3 separate regions of the Zea mays genome follow, and regions 1 and 3 are each linked to region 2. A link is a contact called in public Hi-C data. All regions are on one chromosome and are shown on one strand. The core of a region is the stretch at or near the end of the contact, and the rest is flanking DNA. Distances in the headings are between cores, read along the strand shown. Region 1 has its middle 3.6 kb from the start of LOC111591193. Region 2 has its middle 5.1 kb from the start of LOC103651113. Region 3 has its middle 15 kb from the start of LOC111591193.

Evidence for each region. Hi-C and Micro-C count contacts between places; a contact is called where the count stands out from the background.
Region 1: a Hi-C map of tassel shows a contact between it and region 2, with 2.2 times the contacts expected there. The contact joins two enhancer-like sites. A contact is called at or near these places in 8 of 25 Hi-C or Micro-C datasets (bundle sheath, ear, leaf and 1 more).
Region 3: a contact with region 2 is called in a Hi-C map of ear, with 2.2 times the contacts expected there. The contact joins two enhancer-like sites. A contact is called at or near these places in 5 of 25 Hi-C or Micro-C datasets (ear, endosperm, leaf and 1 more).

Annotation. Positions count from the first base shown.
Region 1 is chr3:193,614,046-193,616,745 of Zm-B73-REFERENCE-NAM-5.0, reverse strand. No RefSeq gene overlaps it. Among protein-coding and RNA genes, the nearest start is that of LOC111591193, 3.6 kb to the left of the region's middle. Within about 2 kb of position 1,360, at least 11 of the 20 cell types and tissues checked have an H3K27ac peak or open chromatin away from gene starts, as enhancers often do. A contact at or near this core is called in ear and tassel, where this site is marked.
Region 2 is chr3:193,794,134-193,796,833 of Zm-B73-REFERENCE-NAM-5.0, reverse strand. No RefSeq gene overlaps it. Among protein-coding and RNA genes, the nearest start is that of LOC103651113, 5.1 kb to the left of the region's middle. Within about 2 kb of position 1,448, at least 17 of the 20 cell types and tissues checked have an H3K27ac peak or open chromatin away from gene starts, as enhancers often do. A contact at or near this core is called in ear, endosperm, leaf and 1 more, where this site is marked.
Region 3 is chr3:193,632,369-193,635,068 of Zm-B73-REFERENCE-NAM-5.0, reverse strand. No RefSeq gene overlaps it. Among protein-coding and RNA genes, the nearest start is that of LOC111591193, 15 kb to the right of the region's middle. Within about 2 kb of position 1,353, at least 20 of the 20 cell types and tissues checked have an H3K27ac peak or open chromatin away from gene starts, as enhancers often do. A contact at or near this core is called in ear, endosperm, leaf and 1 more, where this site is marked.

The DNA.
Region 1 (2,700 bases), core at 111-2,610, 180 kb after region 2:
ACGACCGCCGAATCGCCTTTCCACGACAAACTCGGTGGCAGTAGAGCTGGCGGCGCCGCTCTTGCGGGCCCGCGCATGCACGACCTCCCCTTCCTTGCATCCCGCGCACCGTCGAAGAGCTGCTGGGGTTATAACTTATAAGGGCGTCTCTCGTATCAGGCCGGAGCCGGACCGAAGCCGCCTGCAAGATTCCAGCCTCGCTCCTGCCAAACATGCATGCGGCGGCAGGGACGCGACATGCTCTGGCACAGCGGCGGGGTGAGTTGTGAACCTTGGCGTCAACCTCGATGACACGCATTAGCTACTACAAGAGCTGCGTCTCCTGCAGGGCCGGCAGCAGGCTAGGTCGTGGTGCATCGTGTGAAGTAGGGCGGAGGCCGGCAGTGGACCGGACATCCGTTCGCGGAAGCTTACTTCCACTCCATCGTGCCGGCACAACCGCTCCGCACCTATAGAGGCTGCTGCGCGGAGCACTGTGGTTGCCTGTGTTAAGTAACCCTAGTTAGGGTTATGTGGGCAAATACCTGCTTTGCCCCTGAGGGGTCTCACATCTCTATATAAGGAATCTGTACACCCCTTCATATGATAGAGAAGAGAAAGAGGCCAGAGGCCCAACCCTATACCCTGTGTCTCGTGTGTTTACTCTGTCGTGCTTATATGGGAAGGGAGACGGGTCTTCTACAGCTTCTCGCGCCTCTACTGCTGATGGGAGGGAAGGGAGCGGAACTGGTGATCCGTGGTGACATAGTTCTCAACATGTTATCAGCACGCTCTACCTCGACGTTGCTGCTGGATCAGATCTGCATCAACTCTCCGTCAATCCGGCAGGTCTCCGGCCTAGCCGAACTGTCCTACGCGACAGGCTTCGATTCTCCCTCTACGCAATCGAACGGTATGTTTACTGTTCTTGATCTGCTGCTGTGCACGGGCTACGATTTTTGTGCGACGAACTTGCCATCGCTGTCATGGGCTACGATTGATCGGTAAGGCTTGTAGATCGAATATAGTGTTCTTGATCTACTGTTGTGCATGCGCTGCGATCCGTATTCCTCTACGCGCATCGAGAGCTAGGTTGTTTTCTCCAAATCCAACAGATGTGTTTGCGGCTGATGGTTTGTGTGTAGCACTGTTCATTATTGATCCGACGGGGACACACAAGGCTGCGCTATGGCCCTTGTCACCGCGATCGGTGAGGTGCATGCTCGCCCATGCCGACTTAGCGTGCAGGTGGCCCATGTCTCGCCCCGTCAGCTGGCCCGCCAGGTCTGTTCACGCCATGGCTGATTCTGCACTGGCCGGTCTCTACTCGCCATTAGCGGTGGGCGCGCTAGGTCACGCGTTACCGTCCAGTGGAGCGCCCAGGCACGCGCTGCGCTGGAATCGCCCGCGTCGAGGCCACACCAGTGTGCCTTGCTGATGCTGCACCTCCGTAGGGGCGTGCCTATATGAGGGCCGTGGTTGTTGGATCGCCTTTTGACCACCTGGTGGCCAATGAATCCTATCAATAACTGCTGGCGCGTTATAAGGATAGGAGCCTCAAAGGCGTAGGAAGAGCATGGCTCATTGTGAGCCGCCATCGCGAGGCCGGCCATCTCGGCCTTAACGGGTCATGCGATAATCAGTGTATGCATGGATACGCCTGCATGCATGCAGTCAAAGTAGCATGCAGTCAAAGCGGTTGCTGCGCATTTATATGAATGGAGCACCCACACACACGCCACCCACCATAGTACATGTTGGGATTAAGAAATGAGACATAAAAAAGGCATCGACTAGAAAAATAATTAATAAGTTTTTTACTATTTCTATCTCAATTAATTATTTTCTACCGCAAATAACTAGTCAAAATGCATGCTTAAATATAGAAAATAACTTTTTACACCTGATGTGTTATGCTCATGCATTAATTTTGGTGTTTATTTTTCTGCTTTATATTTCTCATAGCAGATATTTAGTAGAAAAATATTAAAATGCACGTTTCTATATTGTGCATACTTAAATCGCTCTTTAAATATTTATATTATGTTGAGCTTTTGGACTCATGTCGAGCGATTAAATTGTATAGTGGGTACCCGAACATGCCGATCAGGCTGCATTGTTAATCGGTTGAGTTATGGCATTAGCTGAGCATTGGCTGCGTCCTGGCAACACGACGCAGTATTTGTGTCGTACGAACTTGGCTGCGTCATGTGATTGCTATGTAGCACTCTCGTTTAATCGGACAGCTCTCGTTGAGTGGAACTGCTATCGGTGAGTCGCGTATTTTTCGCATGCCCTGCAGGCACTCTTTGTCCGCCGTGATCATCGAACCACAATTGCGCATGTTGCGCACGTTGCGTGGACTTATCGTGTACCCCGATTACCGAGCCATAATTGTGCCTGTTGCACTTATTACGAAGGCTTGTTGTGTTGTCGTGACCCTGATGGCCGCACACGCGTTGACGCCAGATACGCTAGAGCTTGTACTCGCGTGGATTGTGGTGGGTTGTTCAAGCCCCTAAAGTCACATTATGTGCAACCTTTGTAAACAATTTTATTTGGCTTTATATTTTATTTGACTGTGTTGTGTGGCATCATATTTATATATCGTCAAGTGGCCATAACAACTATATCAAGCTCTATAGTGCTTGGAAATCTGGGAAATTAAATTGAATTACAATAAAACACACATAAGTTAATTCCATGCTCTCTCTCCTCATG
Region 2 (2,700 bases), core at 199-2,698:
ATAGAGAATCTGCACCATACAAAAGCAATCAGGAGAGTGATATTTCAGTCTTTGTACTGTATACTTCATTTAAAATATTTAGAATATATTTAGTCTCTAGAACTAAATAAGATAGAACTAAACAAGATAGGGACTAAATTTTAGTTCATGTACTAAACTTTAGTCTAAAACTAATGAAACCAAACGAGAACTAAGTGAGGTAACCTAAATGGGAAAATTAACTATTTACCATATTTACAAAGTGAGTGGTATATAGCGACTCGGCTATTTTTTGGCTGGTGATTTAGTAAAAATCGTAAAGATGACAAAAAAAATTAATGCCCCTGACAAAACGTGAAGTCCTCGATGCCGTGAAATTTTAGCCATAACACGGATGGTGCCATGGTGGCCCCTCTATAAACAAGCGTTTATGTTGCATACGTGTTTCTTTAAACCGCGTCTGTGATATAAACCTTAGGGCTGATTTGGTGATATTGAATCCCAAGGGAATCCATAGGGGAGAAATCCCCTTGCAATTCAATTTTGAATAACAAAGGGATTCCTCCCCCATGAATCCCCTCGGGATTTCTGACCACCAAATCAGCCCTTAAGATATAAATTTACACCTAAACCGGTACATTGTAGATTTTTTATCTAAGAGTATAATGGTTATATACCCGTTGTCATTCTAATAAAAGAGTTAAAATAATAATAAAAATTATCGATCCACGCCAATGCCAAGATGTTTAGAACATCTCCGGTAAGTCCTTAAGCACAACTCCCAATTCTTATTTTTGAGGAAAAAAGAAGAAAAAAAAAACACCTCCAACGGACTCTTATCTCAGCTCCCTAAATTCCTGCTCGCGAAAAAAATCTATTCCACCGGTGTGTGGGCTCCCAATTCCTTCTCTCACGTCACCATGCTTCGCAAGGAACATGCCGTCACTAGTAGTAGGTTTAACAGAATTTTTAAGAAATTAAGCGTGTGTTTGGTTAAGGAGTGGATGAGAACATAGCAGTTTTATTTCAGTTTTTTAGATGTTCGGATTTAAAAAAAAGGGAAAGAAGCGGCTCATATAATCTCTATATAGAAATTTAACATAAATAGTTAGAGTACTTTCGCTCCACCAATATAAGAAATGATTTTTTTTCTATTCTTGTTTATCCGTTGGGTGAGAATTTTTTCTGGTTTGCTTACCGCTATGGGGTAATAAACTTTCTCTGCCTAGAATCGGGGATCGGGATTATTGTCATCCCAGTCCCGTCCGCCCAAACGGCTCCCACTCCTCGCCCTGCTCTCCACGCCGCCCGCCCCGCTGCCTGTCGCCATCGCTCATCACTCGCCCGAACGAAACAAACAAAGCGGGCGCCGGCGTCGCCGGACAATTCCGCCCCCGCGATCCGTTCGTATCTCCACTTGGCGCCGCCCCGCTCGCGTGCGCGGACCCACCTCGCGACGCGACTGATTTGGAGAGGCGGCACGTAGAAGGCGCCGCACCAGGACCATAGCCGCTGTCCTCCTTTTCGGCTCTCTCTCATCCCGTCATTTTCTACGCGAATGAATTCTTTTTTCTGCTAGCGAACAGGTCCCGAACGAACGCTATGCACCGGCACCCGCCAGCTGTAGTTGTCAGATCCGTGCGCTATTTGTGGGCGCTGTCGGGTACCAGCAGGAACGTGAGATCGCAGACTCTACTTTTTTTTTCTCCCTTATTCGCTCCTAGAATAAATACATTTTTAATATTTAAAATATATCTCACAATAAATACATTTTTTACGATATAGCGCCACAGTTTCCCCCTATTTTAAAATTTAATTGATCAATATATCTATGACTTTTAACACGAATAAGTTTGAAGTTTTATTGTGATATTGATTTCCTTATTTTATAAGTTTAGGGTTTACGGTAATCATTATATCTATATCATGTAGACATATATTGATATTAATTATGCTACACGATATAAATATTTATGCATTGTGGTACACCGCGTAAAAAATCATTTCGTGCTACATGCGCACAAATTTAGAATGACAAGAATGTGCGTTGAAAGAAATTGATACTTGAACAAACGCTTCCGCAAAAACTTTTCATAACGATGATGCCACTTGTTACGTCACATTTGGGCCTTCATGCCGACTAAGTTGTAATAACTAAATTTTACTTTGATCTACTTTGTTTTCTGTGAAATGTTGTATCACGTGATGCAATGGATGCTAATTTATTACGATCTTGGTTACGAAGGAAAAAGTTTAAGATCCTTCGTGATTCCATTAGACCCCTAGGTTTATATGGGTTCAAGTGTATTAAATCACTGTCAAATAGTTGGTTTTCATACTTGGTCTCTTATAAATCTGGTCGAGTCGCCACATCCACCACGAACAGAAAGGCAGAGGAAAACCATATCCTATGATAGAGACGAAATTGTCGAGAAAGGAAGAGAGAGGAGAAATAAAGAAGCGGTGTAAAGAGCAAAGCATAGCCAGACATCTTGAATCTAACGACGCAAATAAAAAAACACTAACGTGGATAGGTTGAACGCGCAACTATGCTCTCCACTTTATGCACTGTGGTATACCGTATAAAATATTCATTTCCTGCTACATGCGCACAAATTTAGAATGACAAGAATGTGCGTTGAAAGAAATTGATACTTGAACAAACGCTTCCGCAAAAACTTTTCATAACGATGATGCCACTTGTTACGTCACATTTGGGCC
Region 3 (2,700 bases), core at 104-2,603, 160 kb after region 2:
GTCCGAGGCTAGGCTCGGGCGAGGCGTGATCGAGTCGCTCGAACGGACTGATCCCTGACTTAATCGCACCCATCAGGCCTTAGCAGCTTTATGCCGATGGGGGTTACCAGCTGAGAATTAGGAGCCTTGAGGGTACCCCTAATTATGGTCCCCGACATCTATATTCTAATCTATATTTATATTGCTATATAATCCACCAATTTGAACTTTGCAAAACACATCCATTCAAATCACCAAAATAACCATAATCTCCACTAAATCCACCAAACAAATTGCATCCAAACTTAACATAGCAACAAAACCAATTATTCAAGCCCTAGATAAGCCCTCTCCCTTAATTTGTTGATAATATTTATATAATCCATAATCCCTCACGACACCGCGCGCCACCGTCGTCAACATTTCTCCTTCGCGGGATCGTAGCATTATCATGAACTATATGCTAGTAACAATTTAAGGCTATGACCAACAGTCAACAGACCATGCATACGGCCGCATAATATATTGTTTTATATTGTAGGCTAAACTGTCTATGGAGTAGTGTTTGAAACAAGACTAGTTAGTTGTCCATACATCGCTATCGTTTATTTGACATAAACTAACATGAATTGCAGTGGTTAGAGACGATTTTTGCTCTCGTCCTATAGACAACAACTCGAATCTTAGCGGCCACATTTTTTTATATTTCGCTGACGCACCGAGAATGCTCGCTACAGGTAGCATGGAAGGGAAAGACCCACGAAAAAAACTCGCGCTTTATAAGGGACAAGTAAGCCGCTGGAGTAGCCCAATTGCCTAACAGTCTATAGGTAAATTAAACGCCAAAGTGAACTAAAAACAAGAAAAAACGAATTATAAACTTACAACTAACTTGTGCATAATAATGTAAAATAGAAACAAGTAAATTATATACTCCTAGCATTTATATAATTTTACTGAGAGTTTAACTACGAGTGACACCTTTCTATATCATTGTAATTGTGTCTAGTATTTTATTTGTCATCTTAAATATCTTAAACATTTTTATATCACTCACATATAATTTTTTATAAGATTTTACATTATCATCAATTGAATAGAAAGGATCAGGATATACCATTTTCTCACTGTTGAAACTGCGGGACTTGCTCTGATCACGTGGCCCCCCCGTAGGCGGCAGCCGGCAGGTCATTGTCCGTCTGTGTGAGCACTGAGCACGTCGTTTTGGACCTGTTTCCGCCACCTTTTATTGCTCGCGGCGAGTAGGCGACAAAAACAGTCCGAGGGAAAGGAAAGCGGACAGGGATGTGCATGCATGCATGCAAGTTTCACTGACACGTAGGTCACAGCGACAGCGGCCCCACCGGCGTGGAAAAGTTGCTGCTCCGTTCGGCGCCGCTCGCTCGCACAGTCGCACTCGCACGACGTTTAGCAGGGCACCACCGCACCAGGCAGGCAGGCAGGTACCAGTGCGCAGACAGTGCTCTCCCAGTCTCCACCTCGTGCTCGTGGCAAAGACCAAACACCACGCACGTTGCTGTAACCCAACAAGCCCGCCCAGCTCTCGATCCCAGATGGATCCCACGCTTCGGGCAGTGCTGAGCCGCGGCGGCGGCGGCAGTGGCGGGGCGAGGGGCGGCGGAGGAGGCGGCGCGCACTACAGAGGCGTGAGGAAGCGGCCGTGGGGCAGGTACGCGACCGAGATCCGCGACCCGTGGAAGAAGACGCGGGTGTGGCTGGGCACGTTCGACACCCCCGTGGAGGCCGCCCTCGCGTACGACTGCGCCGCGCGCACCCTCCGCGGCGCCAAGGCCAAGACCAACTTCCCTGCCGACCACGCCGCCCAGGCCCAGCAGCAGCGGCAGCGCCTCCGTCTGGCGCCGCTTCTTCGTCAACCCCCGCCGCGGCACGTCTCGTTCGGAGGCGTCGACGTCCACGTCGACTGCCCTACTCCGTGGCATTCCGTCTGCTTGCAGACGACCCAGACAGCGGCCGCGGCCGCGGCCCCGCTTCCCACGACTGCACCGATGCCGCTGGCATCCGAGCCACCGTCAACGGCGCTGGCGCTGGAGCTGGGCACGGGCCGAAGCCGCGCCGGTCTGCCCTTCGACCTCAACGAGGCGCCGTCATGCTGATGCTCGATCGGATTGTGACGTGGCTGCAGTGTCAATGGTGACTGGCGGTGAGCAGGTGAGGACTGGGCAGCGGGAGTTGGGAAGTAGTAGAGCAGTGGGTGCACGCTGCACGGCGCACTATTCCGGCTAGCTGTACTGTACATACCTATTTAAGGAAAGCTTAGTCCTGTCTTGTTGGGCTCGCTCCTTTAAGCGTTGCTATTTCTGGTGCCCTGCGTGGCTGTGTCGGTGATGGTGGTGGAGCGGGTGCTTGTTTCACCGCAGGAGGTAAAACGGGCCGGATTTAGGGCGGTAAAACAGTTAGTATGACAGTACTACTAGGGTAGGTTCGTCTGGGTCCTTGGTGTTGCCTGTTGGTGGCCTTCTGCCTTCACCGACGGGCAACGGCACGCCGCGAAGAGTGCGGTCGTCGTGCTGCGTGACCAGAGTCCAGTGCACATGTTTACGGATCCTTGGTACGTATGCTGCCGTGAGCTACTACGTGACATGCTTATATTTTAACAATGCTAATGAGCCGGGCGAGACGGACTGTGCAGGGGCCACACGCACTCTTGTACAATACTAGTGGATGTGGCGCGCGCCCAGC